Linked DNA regions of Sus scrofa: region 2 is linked to region 1. The links are chromatin contacts, called in public Hi-C maps. All regions are on one chromosome and are shown on one strand. Each heading gives the region's core, a stretch centred on a gene start, on an enhancer-like site or on the middle of the called end of the contact. The rest is flanking DNA. Distances are from core to core; before and after follow the strand shown. Region 1 holds the start of APMAP (adipocyte plasma membrane-associated protein). Region 2 holds the start of ENTPD6 (ectonucleoside triphosphate diphosphohydrolase 6).

Region 1 (7,051 bases), core at 4,331-6,830:
ACAGACATGTGGGCGAGAGTGGAGATGGGAGTGGTTACTTACCGGAAACAAGGTGTTACAGAAAAAATTGTGAAACCAGAGAGTTTCACAATATTAACATCACTGTTCACTCTGAGTGGTTAATTTTGTGTTTTGTGAATTTTACCTCAGAAAATGTTAACAGTGACAAAAAGGTTCTTAACTTAGACTACAGTGAGGGCTGTAAATCTCTCTGAATATAGTAAAACCCCTGAATTGGACATTCTAAACTGGCGAATGATGGTGTGGGAGTGACCTCTCAACAAAGATGTCAAAAAAAGAAAACAAAGCCAGTGACCAACTCCGCAAACCTGTCTGGAGGTGGGAAAGCATCACCCAGGACTTCCTTAGGTGCCATCTGTCACCATGGAAACAGCAGGAGATGTTTGCAGGGCACAGGGCAGGAAGGGCTGGGTCCTGTGCTCCTTCTAAAAGCAAAGTCCCCAAGAGCAGGCTACAAAACACTGCACGAACCCTTCCATAGGGCCCAACAAAGGACAGGTGTCCTTCAAGGGGGCTGATGTGACCCCCTTCCCCCAGGATAGGTGCAGCCCCTCAAGGGAAGCCACCTGGTGCAATCTCAGCAGCAAAAACAGGGACAGTGGCCAAAGCACCCCTTCACCTTTCCCTGCCCAATATGACTGCGCATGAAACAGCTCCCTCCTGACCTTCTCAGACCCCTGCACTGTGACCTGCTCTCCCATACCCCGCACATCTGTAAGTCTCCCTGAGCAACCTGATTCAGAGCTCCCAGCAGCCTCTTGAGGAGCTGGTTGCTCCTTCCCACAACGGTGAGACCGAGGAGTCCAGCCAAGACAGAAAGCGCCTGCGTACAGCTGGAAAGGCAACCAGAACTCGGGCAAGGACCTGTGTCCACGTGGTCCATCCTTGACGGGGACCCAGCCAGCACCCCTTATGATCAGAGCACAAAGAGCTAGAGGGGAATCTGGAGGCCACCCAGGGGGCTATAAACAAGGCCTGAGAGTCTGGCAGGTTCAAGCTCCCAGTTGTTCCTGACCTGCAGCTGGATGGCTGCACATCACCAGCCTGAGGCAACCCCCTCCTCTGGGAAAGAAGTTAGTCCATCACATCTGGCTAGTGCCAGCCAGCCCCAAGTTCTGTACAGTGTCAAGTTTTAGAAAGGGCTCACACAGAAGAGCCAAAGACGTGTAGGGCTGTTTACTTTCTCATTGCAGGTGACCCATCAGCTCAAAAGGCTCATCAGCACCCAACTCCAATTTTACATATCCAATTACTTTAAAAATAGTCCAAAAAGGAGTTCCCTTGTGGCACAACAGAAATGCATCTGACTAGCATCCACAAGGATGCGGCTTCCATCCCTGGCCTCTCTCAGTGGGTTAAGGATCCAGCACTGCAGTGAGCTGTTGTTGCAAATGTGGCTCTGATCCCACATTGCTGTGGATGTGGTGTAGGACGGCAGCTGTAGCTCCCATTTGACCCCTAGCCTGGGAATTTCCACATGCTGCAGGTGCAGCCCTAAAAAGAACAACAACCAAAAAATAGCCCAAACAAGCAAATGTTCAGCCATTTAGAGCCTGCCTGCTTTGTACACTCCGTAAATCTCACTGCACAGCTGCTACCCCTCACCCACACACAGTTAACCACCTCCACAGGTGCAGGCAGGCCTCTGGGAGCAGGGTCAAGTTCCCGCCCTCCACATGTCCTAGTCCAGACAAGCCCTGGCCAGGCAGTGACACCCATGGAGAAGGTGCAGCAGGGCCGAGCAGAGGATGGGTGGCTCCAAGTGACGAGCCGGGAGAAACCCCTGGCCAAGGAAACAAAGGACTCAAGCTCTGGCTCAGGACTGAAGAGCACGGGCTTTTAGCCCCTCCTAACCCCCACGCAGAAGGCTAAGGCAGTAAGTAAGGGGAAGCTGCCAGAACAGACCCCTGGGCCCTAAGGGTGGCCCACAGGGGCTGCAGCACAGGGTACGTCCCATCCCCAACCCCACAGGGACCTCAGCGCTGGGCCCGGGAGCACAGCACCCTTGACCTCTCACCTCTCCTCACTGAGCCGACCCCTAGCCTTTGAGAACACCCCAGAGGGTGGGGCTGTAGAACATTCTGGTTGTTTCAGCCCTTGTCAGAGTCCCCATAAAATGTGGGGCCCAGGACTCAAGGCAAACCATAAACTGTCACTAAATAAAATGGCTTCAGTTGCCAAAACTGAAAAATAGAGGACTTTCCATAAAAACCTGGGTTTCCAGCTTCTCTTGAAAAGTTGTGAGCTCCAGCCCCAAGGCTTCAGGGCGACTTGTCCACAGCCCTCGGACCAGCTGCTGGAAGAACCAGGGCCGTGCTCCCCTGGCATCTGAGCCAGTACACAGGTCCTCATAGTGCATGCTCCAGACACACTTATTTCAGCCCAAGGTTCATAACTTTTTGGCAGGCCCACCTCCCTGGCAGCTCCTGCAATTCAGAGTCAACTACAATTCTGTCCCTCCTCCACGTCACTCAAACAGCAGGCCCTCCATTTATCATAACCATTTTCAGTGCCTAAGAGCTGAAAGTGCTCATCCTACTCTCTTGCCCAATCTATGCTGACACATCCCGAAAGACCAGCAATCGCCCTCCCAGGGGCCACTAGGAAACCAACTGCTTTGCCCAACCTCTACACCTGCATTTGAAACTTCCTACGGCCTCCAAAGCAAGAGAGCGAGCACAGTGATGCAACAGGACTGCCTACTGTTAGCTCAGCCACAAATGAGGAAATCCTGGGACTGCACCAGCCAAATGTGAAGGGCCTCGAGTCAAGGACTCAAATCCTGCCCAACAGGCTCTGGGAGGTCAAAAAAGACCTGCAACTTTCACTGAAAATCTGCTACGCCCAAATCCACAGAACAGAATCCCAGGTGCCAAGGTGATTCTGGGAGCCTGAGGGTCACACAAAACAGCCCTGTCCTTTCAAGTGACTGCACCATACATTTGTTCGCTTTTCATATTCCTTTAAACTGGGGCTCCTACGTTGTAGGCATCTTTGCTTCAGCACCGAAAACAAATTTAAAACAAGGTAAAACAGCAATCTGAAAACACACACACAGGAAAAGTGCTGAGAAAACTCCAGATTGCTGGCTCCTCACAACCTGGTGAATTGACAGCCCCAGCTGTTTTTCCACACTGCCTCCCTTACACCTCAGTCTTAAAGAGGAAAAAGGAAAACAGACCTAAAAGATTTTTAATTAGACTAAAATCCTTTAGAGGTTTATTGAAAAAGCAGAGATAAGTTTTCAACTCTTCACTCCTAAGTAGTTACATATGGATATTAAACAGCTGTTCTCTCTTCCAAAACAAAAGGGTTACAATCACTCTGTCAATAAAGTTTCTAAACCATGTGGGGAAACTGATGCCAGATAACTCATGACAAGCCTGCACTGAGGTAAGAACACTCAGCGCATCTACAAGCCACAATGAATGAAAGCTTACAGCTCAGCTACAGAAACTCAAGAGCTCTGGCATAAAATCTTATTTCCAAAGCACAGTTTTAAAAATAGGCTTCCCATTGTCCAGCTGCCAATTCTGTCCTTCTTTCATTTTTTCATGTCTCTTGTGACTTGATTCTTCTGTAACTTTACAGAAATCGTGTCACAACCTCACCAGTAAAACAGAGCTAAGACCACCTTTCATGCCAAGAGTCAGGAGACTGAGCAAGGTATCGCTAGGTGTCCCTTCCACTAAAACTACTGCCCTGCTTCTGTTAACACCCTTCCAGGCTTGCTTCATTCTGTTTAGCGGGTCAAGTTTACTCTATAGTTATCCTGTTTCTACTTCCTCCAGATTCTTCTACTTTCCCACCATACACAAAGCCCTCCTGTCAGGGTGAACCCTCAACTTTCAAGGTAATTAAGATGACAAACAGATGAACTCCTAGAAACCTCCACAAAGGAAATTAAAATTGAATCACTGAATGATAAAAATAAGGGGGAAAAAACCAAAGAATTACAATATAAATCTAAGAAGGAAGCTGGATAACAAGATCTCTCTTTGAGAGAGACTGTTACAAAGACACAGACTAGGATCAAAGAAGAGAAAAAACAAAACACAGGAAAGCCAAGAAAATGTCTTAAATAAATAGTGCAGAAGGCCCCCAGGGAAAGACCAGCAGCAGGTGAGAACTTAGGACTAACCCTGCCATTGAGGAAGAAATCCCCACAGAGAAAGTGAAAAACAAGTGAATTAACTCTGCTCCTTGCCCTGAGGCCTGGAGCACCCCACACACACACACCCCAAAACAGGTCTCCTCCGGTGCTCTCTGCCCTGCAGGTCCCAACAGACAGGCTTGGGCCAGCTGTTCCCGACTCCTGGGTACTAGAGTATGGCAATGTCCTGTTTGAAGTCTCTGGAGCACAGCACTGCCAGTCCATGCATGTTTGTTTTAAAGGCTCCTCAGTTATCAGCAGATGATTTCACAACACCCACAGTCAAAAGAGTGACCAATTTGTCCTGGTTTGCCCGGGGTTGGCACTGAAAGTTCTACATCCTTAAAACCTCTGAGTCCAAGGCAAACTGGGATGGCTGGTCCTCCTACAGTAAGGACTGTACGTGGAGCCTATTTCCAACCCTTCCTCTGGCCCCAGGACTCATATTACTGAAAAATCCTGTCAATGGCATTTCTAGAGCCAACACTCCTCTCTGCTATGGTGCTCCTTCAAACGTGTTCATCTTATTATCGTCAGTGAATAAATTCAGTCTTCCTTGGCAAAAACTGTCCTGCATTCAGTATACACCACCCCCAGTGGCACCTCAGAAAATACTGCCAATAGTTCTAATAACATGTAAGTCAATCAGTTCCACCCTTTAAATTCGGTCTATGTGGGCCCTCTTGCCCCTTAAAAAAAAAAAAAAAAAAAAAAAAAATTCAAAGTTACCACACTCAGGGCACGAAGCTAAAAAGAGAATTTTAATACTTTCCAAGGCTTAGGCTTCAGTTTTTAACTAACAAAGCAAAGCACATTTAAACTCCGGAAGGCTGGGAGAAGAAGAGGAGGCCAAAGGCCAGGGATTTCTTGTATTAGGCACCGATACTACAGCGCCCTCGGCATCTCCGACCCTACTGGGAAAACGTGCAAGGCTGGACTCTCACAGAAACTGTCCACACGTCCCCTCTGCTCGCGGCTCTTTCTGAAGACGCGGCGAGAAAGGCAGGTGCGGAAGCCGTTCTCCGCGGCCCCGGGCGGCTCCGCGGGCGTCCCTGAGGGAAAGTGCAACCGGGCCGGGGGCAAGGGGGCCCGGGGGCTGGGCAGTGACGCGGCGACCGGCCGAAAGGCCGCAGGTGCACGCGCGGCAGGAACCCGCTTCCTCCCTTGAAGAGAGGCAGCCAGGGATTAAGCGAGGCGTTCGCCACGGTCGCTGCCTCGGAGTCAGGCCCCGCTCCGAGCCCAGCCTACCTGCCGTCCTTGGCCTCTGGGGCCCGGCCGTCATCCGTGACCACCTGCGGCCGCAGGGGCCGGCGCTGCCGCAGCCCATCCGCCTCGCTCATGGTACCAGTGGGACTGCTACCCGAGGGCCGCGCCGCCCGCCTCCTACCCGGCGCACGGAAGTGACGCAGAAGGCCCCACCTCCCCAGGAGAGCGCGGAAGTGACGAGAGTCCAGCCCCTTCCGGCCGCCAGGGCGGGCGCGGCTGCGAGGCACTTCCCGGCAAGTTTGCTCCCGCACACTTTGCAGCCAGCGGCCTTTGGGGCCAGGGCAGCCGTGTTCTCGACCCCCCGGCCCTTCACGTCCTGTCCGACCGCGGCGCGGTGCCCACGCCGGCAGAAGGGACGTGGCCCCACTAGGGGGCTGTTTCGAACCGATGGGGTTACGGGAAAAGGGCCGCCGCCCATGTTCGCCTTTGTGACTGTCAAGCCTACGTTCGACAGTTTGTACGCGTGTGGACGGAGCTGTCTCCGGATAAGTGGACAGAGCCCAGGGCCGTGCACCCGACGGGCCCCCGAGCTCCTCCGAGAAGATCCAGGTCGTCGTGGACAGCTGTGGGGTTTGATGAGCCCTTGGCCGAAGAGGCCATCGGGCTTGTGAGGGCGTCCAGCAGTGACAGAGCTGAAGGTGGGTGGGTTCGGGAAGACACGGGAGGAGGCTTTCTCGGCAGGGAAACCGGGTCATATTACTGTACACCGTCTCCAAAGAAGGTGCTGCAAGTGAAGCCCTGAGAGTCGACTTCTGTGCTGCGCTGGAAGGCGTCCCAGGCGAGCATGCCACGGCCTTTCTGGATGCTGGAGAGCATTGGACTCCCACCTCACTGCCTGCCCCGGCTGGGGGAATGAGGCGTCCCTGTGAAAAGCAGCCACTACTCTTCGGGATCTGGCCCCTTCCTGCCCTGAACTCGGGATTCAGACACTCAGGATTGCTTGCTATTGATAATTCTATGCCTCCCTGGCTTTGTCCACCTTACTCTTTGTGGCAATGCTTTCTGTAACAGCTCTGCTTGGCCAAAACTTTTTATCTCTCAGAATCCACTTTATTTGCTGAAAATCCTTCCCCTGATGTCATAGGCAGGATATCTTCCTTGTTTCTAAGGTACTTTCCACATGCGCCAATTATGGAACTCAGCCTGTTGTAGCCAGGAACATACCTGTACACGAAAATAATAAGTGAGGTTTATTGAACTTGCTGCAGCAAAGGAATGCGCCAGGGCTCGTGTGAGTCTCCTCAAAAGGCTCGTGGAAGGGCCCTCCTGAGATCTGGGACTGGAGTTAGCTGTAGACTGCCTAGGCAGGGATGGGTCAGGATCGGTCACCGGGAGAGTCCCTTGAGAGCAGTGGTCCTGTCTCAGAGGACATGCTCTGCCACATTTGTGTTGCCCAGCCCAGTTTAGTCTACTAAAACTGTGTGTGTCATGGTCAGGCCCACTTTGCTAGCTGTGCTTTGTTTCCTTCCAGTGCCCCAACCCTGTCTCCAACCTAGCTGCCATCCAGTTACTGGCAGGGGGATGGGACCACCAAGATTGATATGACTGGGTATCTTAATCTTCAGCACTGCTGACAGTTTGGGACAGACGAGTCCTTGGGGGAAAGTGGTG
Region 2 (6,629 bases), core at 528-3,027, 110 kb after region 1:
AATATTTTCCCCACAGATATACCTTCCCATGTACACACAGATAGCCCTTGGGGTCTGTAGCATTATTTGTGACAGCAAACTTGTGCAACAAGGGAGAATGTGGGCTAACTACTGTCTAAACAACCAACCAAATTTCCAGCTTTGGCCTGCAATGGGTGGTGGAGACACTGAATATTGCCTCTGAACTGAGAAGAAACCTTGAGACTGAAAGATGAAGCAGACAGGAGTTCCCGTCGTGGCTCAGTGGTTAACGAATCCAACTAGGAACCATGAGGTTACGGGTTCGGTCCCTGCCCTTGCTCAGTGGGTTAACAATCCGGCGTTGCCGTGAGCTGTGGTGTAGGTTGCAGACGTGGCTCGGATCCTGCGTTGCTGTGGCTCTGGCGTAGGCCGGTGGCTACAGCTCCGATTGGACCCCTAGCCTGGGAACCTCCACATGCCGCGGGAGCCGCCCAAGAAATAGCAACAACAACAACAACAACAACAACAACAAAAAAGACAAAGAAGACAAAAAAAAAAAAAAGAAAGAAAGATGAAGCAGACAACTTTATAGTGCAATGCTGAATTTTATTTTAAAAAATGCAGGATTGCATTATAGATACAGGCAGGATGGGCAGAGGGGCCATCCACAGGCATTCGCAGCTGCTTTCCTTGCTGCCCAAGGCCTGCAGGGAGACCTAAATGCATCAAAGTAAAAATAGAATCTGACTAGTGGGGAGAAGTACATTCCATGGAAAGGAACTAGAGGTTTCTTTGGGGGGGGGGCTGTGGGAGGTGGGGGAGTGTCTCATGATCTGCAAGCACTTGTTCCAGCTTTCACATCAGATGAAGGCCTGGGTAAAGAGTGACCGGGAGCTTATCTGGCCGGGTGCATTCCTTGTGAGTGAGCTAAAATTCAGGCACCCTGACAGGGAAAGGGCAGCACTGTGGCAGAGGTGGAGCTGACCAAACAGGGTCCGGTATGGTTCTGCCATACAACCAGGTAAATGAGGCCACTGTCCCCCCCAGGTGCTGGCAGGGATGACAAGCCTGCCTGCCCAGTCCTGGCCTAGTACGTTGTCCCTCTATCCCACCTGTCAGCACCAACTCACTCTCAAGTGTCGATGTGTCAACAACAAACTCAGGACCACCAGCCAGGCGTCGAAGGGGAGGCCAGCACAGAAATGCCCAGACGCCTTCAAGTAGGCACAAACACCAAAACCTGCACACAACCACACAGCCTTGCCCAGACCTGACACATGCGCGCAGCCATACTGCATTGGCCAGACTCAGTCACATGTGCACAACAGCAGCAAAGGAAACTTGGGATCAGGATGCACTCATGAGACAGGAGTGCAGGGGATGCAGGGGCAGCGCTGAGTGAGAGGGGCTGCTTGGACCACTGACCCGGCCAGAAGCTGGAGTCCTTGGCAGCTTCTAGGAAGAGACAAGAAAGTGAGTCAGGAATAGGAGAGGTTTGGTGGCATTGCCTGTCTTCTTGTATTTTCTGTTCTGTATTAGCTCAAGGGGAAAAAGGACTTTGGCGGTGGGGGGGACCTGAGGAAAACGAAAACTTCCACAGCTAGTCATGGTCAAGGCTATAGGGGTGACTGCCAGGAACTACAAAGGCCTACAAGCGGGGCCAGGAGCTGGGGCCACAGCTAAGACCCCCACTTCCGAGGGAACACCGACTAGGCTTCGGGCGCGGGCCCATGGGGTGGGGGGAGAGCACGAGCCTTCACGACCGGGAAGGGCACAGCGCCTGCGCACTGGGCCGCCCCGCCTACACGCTGCGCCTGCGCACTGGGCTGACGCGCGGTGCACGTGGGCGGGACCCGGCTCCAGGTCTGCTGCCGGTAGCCGGGGGGTGGAGGCCTCGCGGACGCCGGCGGGGGGGAGTGCGGAAAGGCGTCCTTAGCTGCCCGTGCGCTCCCCGGGGGCCGGCGCTTTGCTCAGCGGATGGGGCACAGAGACCTGCAGGGTAAGCAAAGAGCCGGGGCGCCTGCGGGTTCGTCGGCCCCGGGATAGCTATGGTTGTGGCCTCCGGGGCACGGTTCGCTGCTCCCTGAGGAAGGGAAGGGACGGGGCGCGGGGCGGGGGGGAGCCTCTAGGCATAGACCCAGCGCCTGGCACCTCCCCAGTCTCGAGCGGCAGCGCCGGGAGGCGGCCTCAGGATCACTGGCACCCTGAACTCCGCTGTTCTGTGGGGGGCGGGATCCGTGTTCTGGCACTGCTGAGCTCCTCCAGCACCAGGGAGCCCGAAGCCTTCATTCATTCTGCATCTCAGCCCCTCTAGCTCGGTGTCCAGGAGAATCTGTCGGGTCAGGACAGGCAGGAGAAAAGCCCGTTTCAGCTTACAGGGAAATAAGCGGTGTTTGTTCCCGTGCTTTAATTTCGGGTGGGTTTTCAGCATGTATGGCAGTCATTTGCACGCAGGGTCCTTTTGTGTACTTTAACCTTGAAGAAACTGGCCTACGGATCTAAATTACATAGAACTTGAATTTCACAAGCTGACCTGCCATCTGCTGCTCCTAGAAAGCTACCGGTGGGATGGAGCAGGCACAATCAGACATCACTCCCACCGCTCCACACCCGGGATTTCCCCTCCAACCCCTGCCTCCCAGTACCAGGGGAGCCCCCACCCCCCACCCCCGCCCCGCCCGGTGGGCCAGCTGGAAGCAAGGTTGGCTCAGCCAAGCCTCTGTTTGCCTTTGTGCACATACATCCTGCCCCACCTCGCAGCCTACTCCTCCTTCCCCACCTTCCTTATAGCCTTGTTCTAGACAATTCTTTAAAGAACAAAACCAGACTAAATTGAGTTGTTTTCATTAGTGATCTTCCGAGGAGAGCCACTCTAGTGTTAGTGGTGTCACAGAAATGTGATTTGCCCCTCTTGCAGGTGTTTTAGCTCTGAACAAGCACCTTCCCCACCCCTACCCCGGAATGAAATTGGTTTTAGGTTCCAGCCTCAAGGACATGTGGGCCAGACTGTTCCTGGCTCTATGCCTCTTCAGTGTTATGTTTGGCCTCTGTTTTAATAATTATGTATACATAACTTCATGTGTGTGTTGGTTGTCTGAAGCAGTCTTACGTTCACAGGGAAAGTGAAGTGATGAAGCTCACTTGACTTGGAGACAGAGGCAGAAACTCCTCTGTGCCTTTCAGCGTGCCAGCTGTGTGACCCCAGGCAAGTGCCCATCCAGACACTTGGGGCTTTGGTGCTGCGGGGAGGCAAGTCACCTTGTGTTGTAATTAAGTGCTGGCCCTGTGTGCCTCTGATAACAAGATATCGCATATTTAAAGGGGCATTTTTTAAATGGGTAGACAAATTTAATTAAGAACAGCCTTTGGAGTTCCCGTCGTGGCGCAGTGGTTAACGAATCCGACTAGGAACCATGAGGTTGCGGGTTCGGTCCCTGCCCTTGCTCAGTGGGTTAACGATCCGGCGTTGCCGTGAGCTGTGGTGTAGGTTGCAGACTCGGCTCGGATCCCGAGTTGCTGTGGCTCTGGCATAGGCCGGTGGCTACAGCTCCGATTCGACCCCTAGCCTGGGAACCTCCATATGCCGCCGGAGCGGCCCAAGAAATAGCAACAACAACAACAAAAAAAAAAAAAAAAAAAAAAAGAACAGCCTTTGCCTTGAAATTGTAATTCTTAGAGTAACATAGGGTGTGGTAAAATTTGACTAAGTAAAAAGATCTTATAAAACACTTTCAGAGTTGTAAGATGTTAGTATTGCCTTTTTGTCCTCACTAATCATCCTTGGAAATAGCTGCTAGAAATCCTTCTATGTTAAATGATCACATGGCAAAAGGAGCCCTCTGAGAGGGCCTGTTGCAGAGTAAGAGCTGGCTGCCTGCAGATGGCTGCCTCAGGCTCCAGCCCCAAACCTGTTATCTCTCACAAGGGTCAGTTCCATTTCTGATCGACGTCCTACTGTCATTGCAAACTTGACATGTAGAACACTAGGTCTGGGCTGTCTCCTGCCCAGATAGTCCTGTCCCAAATGGGCTGCTTGTGTTGATGGCCATCACTTGGGTCCTCAAGTATCGTCCACGACTCCCAGTGAATTGCTATGTCCTGACAGCCTCCTTCCCCAACAAGTGTTGGCTGAGCAGCTGCTGCGCTCTGGTCTGCTGAGCAGTGTTATGGATGCGAGATCTGGGATGCGTGAGCTGGTCCCTGCTTGTGAGAGGCACTGTCTCACCACAGGGAAGGGAGGCCACATATGGTAATTCAGGGAGCAGGAGTGGAGAGTGCTGAGGAGCCTCCAGCTGCCAGGGTCAAACAGCAGTGAGCTTCCTGGGCAGGTTTTGCAGGGGTGTGGATGAAGGACCAAAGGAACAGGATGCTTAAAAACCCAGAATATTTAAGGCAGGAAGAACCTCAGAAAGTGAAGTGTGACTAATGACTTTAGAACCATTTGATTTTGCTGCAGAATCCACCTTCTCCGTCACCCCCCACCTGCCTTTAATTCTGTGCTGACAGGACTCATTTGTCTGACCTGTCTGGCCTTAGAGGAATTAAAAGAGTTTGAGTGTCTGTGATAAAATATACATAACATAAAATTACCACTTCAGTCATTTTGAAGTTCATTGTCATTACAGAAACAACTGATTTTTGTGAGTTGAGTTGTGACCTATAACCTTGTTTGATCTTATTCTACCTTCACCCAAAACTACTGTTTGGTTCTTTTTTATGGTTTCCTTTTTATGTTGTTGTTGGCTGTACCCGTGGCATGTGGAGGTTCCCAGGCTAAGGGTCCAATCGGAGCTACAGCTGCCGGCCTACACCACAGCTCATGGCAACGCCGGATCCGAGCCATGTCTGTGACCTACACCACAGCTCACAGCAACACCAGGTCCCTGACCCACTGAGCGAGGCCAGGGATCCAACCCTGCAACCTCATGGCTCCTAGTCGGATTCATTTCCGCTGTACCACGACAGGAACTCCCTTTTTTACAGTTTCTTATCTTTTTGTTGTCATATGTTGTTTTCCTAATTTATTTTAGTTCCTTGTGTTTTCCTTTAGTTCCTTCAATTGTTTTAAAGTCTTTATCTGGTACAGGCTATGTCTCTTTCTTCAGGAACAGTTTCTACTGCCTTTTCTTCATTTGACTGGGCCATGCTTTCCTTTTTCTTTGTATGCTTTGTGATTTTTTTTTTAATTGGACATATGAGAAAATAGCCACCTCTTTGTCTAAATACTGGCTCTGTGCCACAAAAGACCTTCTTGAATTATCAGGCAGTGTCTGAGCCTTGGGGTCAGTCCAGGGTGAAGGCTCAAGACCTTCTTGGGATTTTTTTTTTCTGAGTATCTTCCCTAGACCTGTGTGAATGCCTGGGTTTCAATCCTTCCATATTCACGCTGTTTTTAAATGCCTTAGTTACCCAAGGAGCTTCATCTGTGCTCCTCCTTCCTGGGCCTCAGGGGCCGTTGTTCCATCTCCCCCACCCCCAGCCTCTTTCTCAGTAAGTGTGTCCGCAATCACGCAGTGGCTTTCACAGGAAGTGCCTACAGCTGTTTTTCACAACTTCCCGCACCTGAGCTCCAGGTCTGGTAAAGCAGAGACCTGCCCCTCAGGCAGCCCCAGGACAGGTTAGGATGTTGCCAGCAGCTCTGCTCTGCTCCCTGTTTGAGAGAGGGAACCAGGAGCTGGGCGCCTGCCTTCCGAATGTCTGTTGTGCGGATGGGACAGGGAGGGGCTGAACATCTTTGTTTTCCAGAATTCCTATGAAACATTTCAGCCAGTCCTGATTTTATTTATTTATTTATTTTAGTATTTCTATGGAGGAATGAGCTCCCTGTCCCACCAGCCTGCTGCCATCCTCTCCTGATTAGACCGAAGTGGGACTTTTTTGCACCTGGCAACAGTATGGAAGATAGATGGGGTGCAGGCTTGTCCTCTGAGCTCCACACTGGGTGCAGCAGCACAGGACAGGCTAAGTCCCCTTGCTTGGGGCCTCATGGCCAAGAGGGGACACAGACCTTTAGGAACAAATGCCATGAACACTGGCATCATAACAGGTGATGGAGGTGCTGTCAGAGGAGGCAGGAGCTTAGCACACAGGGGGTGTCCAGGGGACATGGGGACAACAGCCTTTATCTGAGGCTTAGGGGTAAGGACAGGCTTGGCCAGGTTAGTAGACAAGCATTCTGGGAATGGGTGACTGTGCAAAGGGCCTGAGGCAGGGAGGGGCTGAATTCTGGGGACAGAAGGAGGCCCAGGTTCTTGGAGTACTGTGAGCAAGGGCAGGAGAGCTAGAGGTGAAATGCAAGCCCTGGCAGGGTGTGCATGATTCTGAGCAGAGGGAGAGCTGGGGAGGGAGCTTGCTTTCAGTGTGTGCCCAGAGAGCCTTCTCTGCGGCCCACGTGGGCAGATGCTCAGGGAGGGGTGCTTTGGCCCCCCTGCTTGAGCTTGGATGGCAGGCCCCAGGGAGGGCCTCCCTGGCAGGGGCACAGGGGCAGCCCTAGGTCCGGGCAGTGCCCCTGGGCCCGCGGGCATTCAGGTATGGCTGTAGCACTGGGTCCCCTCAAGGGCCAGTGTTCCATTGCTTCTCCCCCAAGACAGCCCCACTCCCTAATTCCAGTCTCATTGTGTCCCCAGCACCAGCATGAAATGGGGCTTTGCTGTGAGCAGCACTGCCCC

What was found. Hi-C and Micro-C count contacts between places; a contact is called where the count stands out from the background.
Region 2: a Hi-C map of embryonic fibroblasts shows a contact between it and region 1, with 2.4 times the contacts expected there. The contact joins the promoter of ENTPD6 here to the promoter of APMAP in region 1. A contact is called at or near these places in 4 of 47 Hi-C or Micro-C datasets (alveolar macrophages, embryonic fibroblasts and heart right ventricle) and 2 of 2 datasets of contacts at active chromatin or transcription factors (alveolar macrophages and skeletal muscle).

Annotation. Positions count from the first base shown.
Region 1 is chr17:30,789,422-30,796,472 of Sscrofa11.1, forward strand. APMAP (adipocyte plasma membrane-associated protein) reads right to left here and starts at 5,581. Exons shown (of 9, transcript XM_001927087.7): 1 at 5,423-5,581. The coding sequence starts at 5,514.
Region 2 is chr17:30,906,970-30,913,598 of Sscrofa11.1, forward strand. ENTPD6 (ectonucleoside triphosphate diphosphohydrolase 6) reads left to right here and starts at 1,778. Exons shown (of 15, transcript XM_021077672.1): 1 at 1,778-1,960; 2 at 3,079-3,166.